3 separate regions of the Sus scrofa genome follow, and regions 1 and 3 are each linked to region 2. Evidence: chromatin contacts called from public HiChIP or PLAC-seq data. All regions are on one chromosome and are shown on one strand. Each heading gives the region's core, a stretch centred on a gene start, on an enhancer-like site or on the middle of the called end of the contact. The rest is flanking DNA. Distances are from core to core; before and after follow the strand shown. Region 1 has its middle 65 kb from the start of LRRC74A. Region 2 has its middle 21 kb from the start of CIPC. Region 3 has its middle 59 kb from the start of IRF2BPL.

The links. HiChIP or PLAC-seq counts read pairs in DNA pulled down with a chosen protein or histone mark.
Region 1: an H3K27ac HiChIP or PLAC-seq map of alveolar macrophages shows a contact between it and region 2. The contact joins two enhancer-like sites. A contact is called at or near these places in 4 of 47 Hi-C or Micro-C datasets (embryonic fibroblasts, heart right ventricle, liver and 1 more) and 2 of 2 datasets of contacts at active chromatin or transcription factors (alveolar macrophages and skeletal muscle).
Region 3: a contact with region 2 is called in an H3K27ac HiChIP or PLAC-seq map of alveolar macrophages. The contact joins two enhancer-like sites. A contact is called at or near these places in 1 of 47 Hi-C or Micro-C datasets (embryonic fibroblasts) and 1 of 2 datasets of contacts at active chromatin or transcription factors (alveolar macrophages).

What each region holds. Positions count from the first base shown.
Region 1 is chr7:100,037,011-100,041,107 of Sscrofa11.1, reverse strand. No RefSeq gene overlaps it. Among named protein-coding and RNA genes, the nearest start is that of LRRC74A, 65 kb to the right of the region's middle. Within about 2 kb of position 1,292, at least 48 of the 83 cell types and tissues checked have an H3K27ac peak or open chromatin away from gene starts, as enhancers often do. A contact at or near this core is called in alveolar macrophages, liver and retroperitoneal adipose tissue, where this site is marked.
Region 2 is chr7:100,199,709-100,203,929 of Sscrofa11.1, reverse strand. No RefSeq gene overlaps it. Among named protein-coding and RNA genes, the nearest start is that of CIPC, 21 kb to the right of the region's middle. Within about 2 kb of position 1,954, at least 22 of the 83 cell types and tissues checked have an H3K27ac peak or open chromatin away from gene starts, as enhancers often do. A contact at or near this core is called in alveolar macrophages, liver and retroperitoneal adipose tissue, where this site is marked.
Region 3 is chr7:100,062,723-100,066,503 of Sscrofa11.1, reverse strand. No RefSeq gene overlaps it. Among named protein-coding and RNA genes, the nearest start is that of IRF2BPL, 59 kb to the left of the region's middle. Within about 2 kb of position 1,948, at least 63 of the 83 cell types and tissues checked have an H3K27ac peak or open chromatin away from gene starts, as enhancers often do. A contact at or near this core is called in alveolar macrophages, where this site is marked.

The DNA of each region.
Region 1 (4,097 bases), core at 43-2,542, 160 kb after region 2:
GCCCTGCCAGGCTCTCAAGTATGGCTTCTTTACAGGGACCCACCCAGGGGGCCAGATCCCACGAGCAAGAGCTCTCTGCCATGATTCAGCGGCGGTTGCTAAGGAAGGCCGGGTACCCTGCCTCGAGGGATGAGCGGTGGCCAGCCCGGATTAGCAGGCTCGGCGAGGCGCCCACCAGCCACAAGAAAAATATTCGTCTGGGCTCAGGGTCCTTAGACCTAAAATGCAGACAAGGCCGGCTCCACGGTTCCTGATGGTTTTGACATGCAACGATGCAGGGCAGGGGTGGAAATTAAGAGAGTAGAGCAAATGACAAAAATTAAAATGAGCTGAACAAAGAGACCACTTTCTGTGCGCATGTCAACAGCTAGTGTAAGCTCCAGACTGCAGAAACCCTCTACTGAACGTGCATTTTGTACAGCGCTGCATGAGTCCGACAGAGTCAACAAGCCCAGGACAGGAGAATACACGGCCTCGGGTTCTGAGGACACCAGCCTCCCCACTCGGGGTGCATCGGTCTGTCGCCTAATGCTCCTGGCCCGCCCCTGCCCCCCGACTCCAGCCAAGGGACAAAGCTGGCACCCAGCCACCTGCCTGCTCTCCTTACTTTCACCAGGAGGTGGCTAGAGCTTCTATGTGTGTTGTCTGCGGCTCAGGTTTGGGAATTATAAGGTAAATCAGTAAAAAGGAAGCTTGTGAGCTGGGAAGCCCAGAGGTTTGAGCTCTGAGCCCCAAGCCGCAGCCTCTGGCGAGGCGGGCTTGCTGGAATCCTGCTGGCCAGCAGAGAATAATTGCAACAACGCAGCTCGATTCAGCTCTTCCTGCATGCCAGGCAGCTTTCTACATCTGTGGCATTTCTCCATCTGATTTTCACAACAGCCCAGTGAGGTAGGCAGTGTCCTTGTCCCTATTTTCCGGATGAGGAAACCAAGGTGCAAGGATGTTGAGAAGTCTCTAGTAAGTAGTAAGGCCAGGAGTCCAGCCACTGAAGTTGGTCTCCAGAGCCCAGCCCTTAACCACTTCCCTTCCTTGTCTCCGCCTGACTGTGGTCCCCAAGTTGGCACAGTGACACCGCGTGCCCCCACCATCTCCACTGTTGCCATAGGCAGAAGAGAAACAAGCATCCCACAGACCCCTTCCAACACCGCTTCTGCCTCTGACCTCTGATGAGGACACATCGCCTCACAGGAAATAAGCCTCAAGGCCAATTTCACTGCTGAGTGACCCCATGCGTATGACTCAGCCCCTCGGACTTTCCTCCTCCCCTTCCGTCTAGTGAGAGGCCTCAAGGCCCCCTGGGTTCCTCTGCTGCTCTGACACGCAACAGTTCTGAAAAACTCCTTCCAGGGCTCCTAAGCATAGAGCTGCAGATGCTACTGACGTCTGAGCCTGGTCTCACACACGCAAACACACACACACACATACGCACACATGCACACACACACGTGAGGGACAAAATCCTGAACAGAGTCATAGACACTGTGGAGATCAGGCAGGGCTTCTGGGAGTCTTGTGTGGTGGTTGTATTTTTTTATGCTAGGAAAGACCAGGGAGCAGCTATGAGCAAACATTTGATGGTTGTACAGTTATCACCCGCTTTCTCAGCCAGTGTTGCCTGCAATGCACACAAGTGTTCTTGTTTCTTAAGTCTTGTCATCCTGCCTAGACCTAGACGGTAATGCCTCTGGGAACAGCAGGCTTTCTAGTGTCTCCCCTATGTTTCGGACACAGTGTAGCCTCCAGGGGGTGATCAGTTTGTATCTGCTTTGAGGTATAAAGGAAGGAAGGACAGCGGGTGACTGATACTAACAGGATTTTTCGGTTAGATGCCTCCAGCATCCCCGTGATACCTTCAGCAGCCATCACCCAGACCAAACCTCTCAACTGCCGTCTAAGCTGACGCCTCACTCAGCCATCCCACGCCTGCCTCCCAAAACCTGCAAAAGGCACACCCTATATCCCCTGCTGTTCTAGGGCCCCTGCCTTCCTTCCCCAACCCACACAGGGGGCTTTTGAGTCACTCACTGAACTGCTGCCTCCTTGCCCAGCCCCCAACCCCTTTGATTTTTCTTTCCAGGGAAGAGCTAGGTGGAGGCCTCTGCGTGGCTGTCAGAGAGGGGACTTGGAGCTGGAAGGGCTGAGCTCCAGGCCTGCAGGGCGCCTCCATCCCTCATTTTCTCATCTCCTCCTCTGAGGCCCACCTGGGGAATCAGAAGTGCCCCGAACTGTTTATCTCAACCTCAGGGAGTGCGAAGTGAGTCCTCAGGTGGGTGGGGCCAGAGGAAATTAAAATGCTCCGATTCCTTCCACTGCAATACCCAGGGCCTCCAGTGGGTGGAGCCTCAGGGTTTAGAGACTGGAACAGGTGAGGCCAAGAACACGTGCTTCCTCCAGCCAGCCTCTCTCCGTGGTCCGAACAGGATTAGGAAGGAAGCCAGCGTTGGGACCTGCTGGTTTCTGGGTGACAAGCCGTCGGAACTCTGGTTAGGCTGGAAGTGGCCAATCTGAGCCTCCCAGCCCTGCCTTCCAGCCCCGCCTGGCTTTGAACCGGCTTTGCTTGGGGGTGAGGCTGGAGGCCTCTGCTCTCACAAGCTGAAGAGGTGCACAGTCTGCACGGCCCACAGGACTCTTTTGTGGTTGGGGCCAGGGTGGCCCCAGGCAGGCTGGAGAGGGGCGCGACGAGGATGGAGGCCATTTCCAGTCGCCGCCCGCCCGGTGGCTTGCTGGGACAGGGAGGCGTGACCTGGCTGAGTGGTCCTCTATTGCTTTCCTACCTCCCCCTTATCTCATTTCAGGCCTTGGATGACATCTGCTGTCCCCGAGCTCATGGACCAAGAAAGATGCCTTCGTGGGGGTGCTTCTGCTGGCCTTGAGATCGGGGAACAAGGCCACCGCTCTGCTCCACCTAGGCCTCCTGCCTTTGCTTTCCCAGTCTCTAGGGTGGGTGCTGGAGAAACGCCTCCGACCATCACCTTTCATCCCGCCGGCTACAGAGCGACACCTGGTGGGTCTTGGACGCCATTACAAGGAGACTTCAGCGTCCCTTCATGGGTTCCAGCATCCCACAGGGCCTCTTAGCCAGGGGGGAGGTGGATGGGGGGCCCAAGCTCCTTTTTCAGTCCATTCCTGCATGGGGCTGAAACCCATCATTTCCCCCCGGCCCTGGGGACCACTGGAGACAAGAAGTGAGTCTGGGAAGGATTCATTGCCCCGCCCATTGCCAGAAGACTTTGGGGGGCCTGGCTGGGGGGGGGTGCTGTTGTGGCACTTAGAAACTAGAATTGGATGAGGCTTCCAGAAAGGTCTCAGAGGGAATGGGCCTGGGGTAAGCTCTCAGCTCCAGCGCCTGGGGATGTGTGGGGGCAAAGCAGATTCTGCCACCCTCAAGGGTGAGTCAGAATCCGAGTGCCAGGCCCTGAGCCTGCCTTAACAGACCCCAGGGGGACCCACTGGGTGATCTGATTCTGGAAATTGCTCTGGCAACACCGCGCACACTGAGGGCCTGCGCCTGCGTGCTTTTAGGACCACGGAATGAATGAGAAGGGCTTTGAGCTGTCTCGTATTTTTTACATGATTTAGGCAAGGTCACAGGGCTACTGAATGGAGAGCTACCCTGAAGGCACCTCCCTGGAGGGCACGTGGTGGCAGGTGCCTTCCTGTGGGCTGAGTGAAGCTGGGCACCAAGTCCGCTCCTCCACTCAGCTCTGGGCGTGTGCATAGGGGCCTTCCATCCCTGCTGCTTCTGTTGGTGGTCGGTCGTGGGCAGTCTTGTCTTTCTCTCCCTGTCAGTTTCTCAGTGCTGAGGGGTGCTGCATTTAGACTGCTGGGCTGGAACCCAGTTTCACAGTGCTAGCCTATGATCCTGGTTCCCCAAGATCTTTGTGTCTCAGTTACCTCATCTGCATAATGGTTATACAAGGATCTCCCACTTTTTGAAAGTTTGTTTTTATGCCATTTTTACAAAACACCCACATTAGTACCTGTTTTCTTTCTTTTTTTGTTTGCTTTTTAGGGCCATACCCACGGCATATGGAGGCCCCCGGGCTAGGGGTCAAATCAGAGCTGCAGCTGCCAGCCTACACCACAGCCACAGCAAT
Region 2 (4,221 bases), core at 705-3,204:
CTCCTGCAGCTCTGGTCTGTAGTTGGCTTTGGGCCACACTAGCTTGTGTTGCCACTCTCCCCATGAGTCACATCTCCGGGCTCAGCTGTGAGGGCTCCAAGGCCGGGGACCACATGTGCCTTTCTGTAGGCCCTGGGCCTCAGGAAGTGTTGGGTGCTGCTAGGGTTGGACCTAGGGTGAGGCAGGCGAGGTGCCTATGGTGCAAAACTTGAGGTTGTGCAAATGCTTCTGGCAGCAGCTACGGGGAGGCTGAGGAAAGGAGAGCAGGTGCTGTGGTGTGTGAGCCCAGAGTCTGAAAGTGTCACCAGACAGGATGGCCTGCTCCCTAGAACTCTCTGTGTGCTGGCTGATGGAGTGAACTTATCAACTAATTTATCTTTTGTCTTTTTTTTTTAAGGGTCGCACCTGCGGCATATGGAGGTTCCCAGGCTAGGGGTCGAATCGGAGCTGTAGCCGCCGGCCTACACCACAGCCACAGCAAGGCAGGATCCAAGTGGAGTGTGCGACCTACACCACAGCTCAGGGCAACGCAGGATCCTTAACCCACTAAGTGAGGCTAGGGATCGAACCTGAAACCTCATGGGTCCTAGTCGGATTCGTTAACCACCGAGCCATGATGGAAACTCCATTATCAATTAATTTATATATTGTGCCCCTATCAACACTTCTGTTCTCAACTAGCGGTTTAATGCGAAGGACTCTTGCCCTAATCAAAGGATGAGCAAGACCTAAAACCAAAGGTTATCAAAATGTTAATTCTGAAATAAAAGTAGAGGTGAGTCTGCCCTATCACCTCGCCCAGGCTGACACACCCAACTCTGGATGTACGAGAACTGGTGAGACCCAAACCATCAAAGAAGTGATTGACTAATGGATGGTGGTTGCTATCCTCCCATTAGAACAGAAGCAAGGACCATGTCTGTTTCATTCACCATTTCATGCCCTCCAACGAGGTCAGCACCTGGGACATGAGTGTGTTCATAACTTTATGTATTTGTTACTCTTAAGTAACAATGACAATGTCTCTGTCAGAAAAGCTTCAGGAAACAGTAACACTTTCAAGAGTGGAAATGATCAGGGTTTAAGAATATATAAAATTTAGGGGGGGTGTGGTGAGTGAAAATCTGAGAAGTGAGGATCACTTTTGAGAATTTTTTTTTTTTGGTCTGTTTTAGGGCCACACCCTAAAAAGAGTGAGGTTCCCATACAGAGGTTCCCAGGCCAGGGGTCGAATCAGAGCTGTAGCCGCTGGCCTACGCCACAGCCACAGCCACAGCCACAGCCATGCGGGATCCGAGCCATGTCTGTGACCTACACCCCAGCCTACGGCAATGCCCGATCCTTAACCCACTGAGCGGGGCCAGGGATCAAACCTGTGTCCTCTTGGATGCTAGTCAAATTCGTTTCCACTGAGCCATGATGGGAACACCCCCTTTTGAGAATTCTAAAGGTCCCCAAAGTGGGACCTCCTGTGGGGCTGACCTGTGCTGTCAGGTCCCTGATCACCTCTGTGGGTCCCCAAGCACTTTGCCCTTTGATTAAAAAAAAAAAAAAAAAAAAAAAAACCAATGCGACGGAGACATTTACCAGCAGGCACATGCTCTGCCACATTTCCCAATCCCCTGCAGGGAGGCCTGTCCTGTCACTGAGCCTGACCTGACTAGCACAACTGGCAACACTGGTGACTGACTAGTTAGGGGCTTTGTAGCATAACTGAGCCTCAGAAAATGCTTCAAGAATGCAAGCAGCACAAACTTGTAAATACATCTTGACTAGACAAGCATTGGCTTGAAGGCTTTAAAAGAAAAAAAAAAAAAAGGTTTCCACCCTGCAGTTATCCTGGGCCTGCTCGGCGTGCCAGGACCACCAGTGAAAGCCTACTGTCTGAACCAAGCCTGTGACGACCTTGTCAGCCGCGGGTATCCTGCACTGTTGGTTTGGCTGGTTCACTGCCCTTCCTCTGTGGGTTTTGCTTAAGTGAACTCTCATTTGCATTTCCTGAGGAGCCCAGTGACAGGCGGGAAGCCCAGAAGCCTTCTGAAGAAACAGAGGGGAGTCAGAATTAATCATTCTCGGGGCGGGGGGGGGGGGCACCTGACCTCCGGAACCAGGCTCTCCAGCCTCTGTTAAATAGCACGCAGGGCCTACCAAGGGGGCAGGTTTTTACTTGTGGGTATCTTTAAGCTTCTTCTCTTCCCCTGACTCTAGAGGGGGGCCTTAAGAATTTGTATCAGGGGTCATTCCAGCCCAGATCTCTGGAGGGGTATTATTATGGTCTTACTGTCAACTACTAGTAGCAGCTCTGAGTTTTTCGGCCGTGCTCTCAGCCCCAGGCGGAGGATGGGCTCCAGGCCAAGCACTACCATCTGCCCAGCCATCGGCCAAAGGCTTGAGGTGCCCCCGGAGAACGGAAGCCCTGACCCGCCGCTGTTAGAGACATTTACCAGAATTCCTGAGCAGTCCTCCAAGGCCACTGCAATTCCTGAGATAAAGTGAGGCTTTAGGAAAATGAAAGGCAGCTATTTTTACTCTCATGCTCCCCAGCCATCCTGAAGGCTTCGCTCATCGTTCGACCTGACCAGGGCCCTCACGCGGGCTGGCCTCGGGACCCTGCTTGCAGTTTTCCTTCCCTTTCATTTCCTTACAGCTTCTACCCACTCACTGTGTTACTCCACAGGCTTTTCTCTTTCTTTTCATCTCCTCCAGATGCTGTCATTTGAGGCAGGAACCACACAGACTGTTCTTTCAAGCAATTCTCTAATGTCTTGCATAACCATCCTTCAGAAAGAGATAGGAAAGCCACGTGTTATAGGAATGAAGGAAGAATTCTAAGAGGGAAAAAAGTCACAGTGGTCACAGGAGTCCATGGACCCACTGAGTCCCTCCTTCCAGACCAGTCAAAGGCTGGGTTGAAGTCTGCTCTCCTCCTGTCAGCTGTCAGATTTTGGTAGAAGGTAGCCTTAACTGTCCCAAGCAAATGACAACCCTTCAGGGGTGGATGCCGTCACCTGAACCCCACCGCCGGGTTTGTTGCGCAGGGAGGATGCCCTGCTCTGTGGAGCAATTTAAAACCCTTTAGAGGGGTTCCCGTCGTGGCGCAGTGGTTAACGAATCCGACTAGGAACCATAAGGTTGCGGGTTCGGTCCCTGCCCTTGCTCAGTGGGTTAACGATCTGGCGTTGCCGTGAGCTGTGGTGTAGGTTGCAGATGCGGCTCAGATCCTGTGTTGCTGTGGCTCTGGTGTAGGCCAGTGGCTACAGCTCCAATTAGACCCCTAGCCTGGGAATCTCCATATGCCGCGGGAGCGGCCCAAGAAATAGCAAGAAGACAAAATAAATAAATAAATAAAAAATAAAACCCTTTAGAAACAGCATTTTTTAGTACTTCACCTTAATCTCAGGATGTCAAGTGGACAGCAAAGATTACCCCCCTTCCCGATGATACAGGAAATGGAGATAAAGCTGCTTCCTGCTGCCTCTTCCTCCCAGTCACCCAGATGGTGCTCACCAGGCAGACCTCTGCTCCTCTCTAATCGCTCCTCCGGGGTGGGGGTGGGGGGGAGATGAAAGGTGGTACCCAGACCTTGCTGGGACCAGAGTCAGGTCCTCACAAAGCACCACCACAGCCACAGAGTGTATGACTCTCTACCGTTAAAATGATGTTAAACCAGCCTAAGGGCTCCTTACAACACACGCAGAAACATCCTCTCTGCCAAAAGGGAAGCTTCCTGGCATGGCGTGCAGGGCAGAGCTGCTGTGGCACCACTCAGATTCAGGGGAGGTAAAGGGAGTGGGGGGCCAGGAGGAAAATTTTAAAGGGTAGTGGGGAGAGAAATTTGGAATGAAATAAAAGCAAATTGACATACTCTCTCCAATATAAAAGCTGTTATGTCGTTCACTTCACATGAAAGTGCTATTTGCAGATGACTAGGAAAGGACATAATTAGATTTAACTCCACAATTCTCTCCTTTAGGGCCAATAATTCTTCATTTGAGAGTAGTCTTTAACAGTGAATCCACGTCAGCTTCAACCAGGTAATCATTAGAAAGGCAATGCAGACTGGCAAAATGCTTCTCCCAGAGTCACATATAATAAGTTTAAAACCTGACAGATTAAAATCAATTTACCAGAGCACTAGGAACCTACTTTGAAGGCAACCCAGGATTTTCTCTAAAATTAAATCCATTACAGATGGTCCCCAACTTACGATGGTTCGACATA
Region 3 (3,781 bases), core at 699-3,198, 140 kb after region 2:
ATCCCCCCATTTCCAGGGGCTGAGCTGCACTCCTCTGGCCATGGCCATGGCAGCGTCAAGGACCTGCTGGAATCCAGCCCGGCTTTTACCAAAAATTTATTGTGTGACCTTGAGCCCCCTCTCTGGATCGCCTTTCTTTCATTTGTAAAGTGAGAGGTTTTAAACTAGATCATGTCTAAGGTCTAGTGACGTCTAAATGATAGCATTCATGGATTTGTCATCTGTTTGTTCATTCATTTGTAGCGCTTATCACATCCCCACATGGTATCTTTTCTGTTTGTTTGCTTCTTGTCTGTCTTGCTCCATGCCAGCTCTATGAGGGAAAGGGTTTTTGGTTGCTTTGTTCCCTGATGTATTCCTGCCACCTACAAGAAGGTATGATAGAGAGAAGGAGCTCATGTTTGACCCTGTCATGGCAGGAAACAGACAACTGCAGGGTGGAACAGCATGATGGGGGCAGCTCCACAAGAGCACAATTTCTAAGTGGTGGACAAGGTAAGAACTGAAAAGCATCCCAGGGCTCAAGACAGGGTGGTGGTGGGGGCGCCAAGAGAGTGTATCGGAGGTGAGCTGTAGGAGGGGGTAATGGGATAGGAGCTGAGGCCGTTGGTAAAGGAAAGCCACTGCCAACCCATGGTCCAGCAGAGAACTGAGGGGGAATAAAGACCCCCACCCGCTTCTAACCTCTGGCTGCAGGGTCCATTGGCTAAATCCAAGCAGAAGCCAGAGAGCAAGAGAGCTCCCTGATGGTCCTTAGCGGTCAGGCTCCGGGGCACAGAGTGGGTGGGAAAGGGTGGACTTGTATATGGGCCAGACAACAGAGGACATTCAGCGCACGCGCAATCAGCATGCACTGAGCACTTGCTCAGGGTCAGAGTTTGTATGTTAGAGACAAAAATGTGACATGAATGTCGGCAGAGCAAGGGCTCTGCCCTGCAGGCCGCACAAACTTGCCTTGACTGGGTCTGGAAGAGCCCTCTTGTCCCCACCCACCCCCGCTTCCCTCTGCCCAAGGGTCTCCCATCTCTATCTGATTTGGGGGCAGCCAGCAGATGAATCACTCTGATTTGCAAAATTACACTGACAAATGGAAATGAGGAAGAGCTGTCAGAGGGAGGCTGAGGGCTGAGAGGAGGGGTGGAGAGGAGGTGGGGGGTTGGGGGTCCGGGTGACACAAACTGGCGGCAGAGCCACGAATCAGCCCTCAGGCAGGTGACCTTGAAGTTGTGGTTCAGGCTCCAGAGTTTGAAGTGTTTAAATCCCATTCCATCAGTCACTTACTGTGTGATCTGGGGCCCCTGTTCTGTTTCATCATCTAGAAAAACAAGGGGTGGGGGGGAAATAGGGCCTCGGAACTTGGGGGAGATTCAACAAGAATCTGTGCACAGGGCCTAGCCCAGTGTCTGGGCACAGAGCGAACACTATTATTATATTAGAGACAAGGGCCACCCCCCACCCCCCACTATTTCTTTTCTCGCTGGCGAGGGATCTCCACCCCGTCTCCAGCTCCATTTAGTTCTGAATGTTTTAGGTCATTCTATGCCTGGCGTTCCGCCAAGCCTCTGACAAAGACAGGAATTTCTGCTCATTCATCCTAATGCAAGTTCCTGCGTTTATGATAATAGGGGGGAAAATGCATGAAAGGGCTCGCTGCCTGTGGAGGGGAAATCTGCTTAGAATTGAAAATCGGAGTCCTTCGTTGGCCCAGCTCTCCCCCCTCCCCGCCCCCAGCGCTTTGGCAAAGGCTGCCGAAGGGAGGGTGACTGGGAGGAAGAGGAGGGGGAGGAAGGGGTGGGGGAGGAAGAGCGGGCCGCGGCGCGGACCGACCGCCGGGCGGGGGCAGGGGCGAGGCCCTGGCTCGCCGGGGTGAATGGGTTTCAGGGTGGCTGAGGAAGCCTGCCAAAAAGGCCCCGCGAAAAGGCCAGGCCCCGCGAGGCGCTGCGCGGTTTCCATGGCGACATCCGCTGCCGCCTGGGCCTGGCGGGCTGGCTCCTTCCGCGGGGCCGCGTCTGCCTCCACATGGTTACCCAGCTCGCTGAGGGGGAAAGATCTGACCGGTCGCCATGGCCCAGCGCGTCACCAGCCAGTGCCACCATGTTCTAGGCACCGTGCTGCGCTCCCTGGGGGAGACTGCGGGTCCAGCGAGGTGCCGCGCGAACCTCTGGAAGATCGAGCTTCAGCCCGTCCAGCGTGGAGGGAGGGGCTGCCGTGGCACTAGTCCAGCGGGGGACAGGGGACGGGGATGGGGACACGCCAGGCTCTGGGAGGCCCTTCGGTGAGGAACGGTGAGGCCAGATGTGCTAGTGAAAGACGGCTGCGCCTGCGGAGGGCCTCGAGGAGGGTGGAGGAGCGGGCGGAGGTGAGGGGGATGGTGAGGGTTAGATGGATGAGAGGTTAAGGGGGGGTGCCATGCAGCAATCTGGCAGAGGAACAATGGCCTGACCTAGGGCACCAGCAGGAGGTGGGGAGGAGCTCAGAGCTCTTTAAGAAGTCGAAGCGACTCTCTGGGGCTTGGGTGGAAAGGATGATGAAGGGCAGGAGTCTAGACAGCAGGTGGGTAGGGCTGTGCTCCCAGGACGGAAAATAGGGACAGGAACCTCCCAAAGAGGTTCTCTTCTGTCTTTCATGCCTTTTTTTGTTTGGCCACACCCACAGCATTCGTAAGTTCCCGGGGCCAAGGATTGAACCCATGCCACAGCAGTGACACTGAGCCATCGAGGAACTCCCTTCGTGCCATTCTTGTCTAGATTCTCCCCCACCTCCCAGAGCCCACCAAGGACTAGGGCACAGTGGGCTTGCTTACATTTGATGAAAAGGGAAGCGATAAGAAAGTACTGGGAGTTCCTGTTGTGGCGCAGTGGTTAAGGAATCCAACTAGAAACCATGAGGTTGCAGGTTCGATCCCTGGCCTCGCTCAGTGGGTTGAGGATCCGGCATTGCCGTGACTGTGGTGTAGGTCGTAGACACGGCTTGGATCTGGCATTGCTGTGGCTGTGGTGTAGGCTGGCAGCTTCAGCTCCGATTAGACCCCCCAGCCTGGGAACCTCCATATGCCTAAGGTGTGGCCTAGAAAAGGCAAAAAGACAAAAAAAAAAAATAGTACTGGAAACAAGAAGTGGGGGGCGGGGGTGTTCCACCCAAACATACACTGTCCTCAGATGCCCATGGCCCAAGAGAGCAGGTGCCCAGACAAAGTGGTACTGGTCCTCACACACAGACGTGCGTTTGTAACCTAGATGCGCCCTTGTTTTGTTTTGTTTTGACCATCTTAGTGTCCAAATCAGGTATGCAGGTTTATTGCAGTTCTGTTGGTTTGTACTCCCTACAGAGCTTCTTTTACGAGCCCTTGTTTGCTGAGCCATGGCTACTGGGGAGGGTGTTGATTTGCAGGCCCTCCTTTAAGTAAGCAGATGAGGTGAGTAGATATTGAATGCAGAGGACCTGGCCACACTGGCCACATGCTCCATAGAAGGCATCTCTGGCACTTTCCTTTACACACAAGCCCCACAAGGCTGAGACTGTCTGGAGGTTCTAAGGGGCTCAGTGGACACAGAGCTTCCCAGGGACACAGTACCTGTGTCATTTTTATGGGGGCCCAGCTGGCCAGGGGTACACTTCATTGGCTCCCTCCCACCTCCTCTTGTCTTCCTACTCATAGCTTCTTGATATTTGGTGATAAATTTGGAGTGGGTTGGAATTCCCATGGTAGCTCATCAGTAATGAACACAACTAATATCTATGAGGATGCAAATTTGATCCCTGGCCTTGCTCAGTGGGTTAA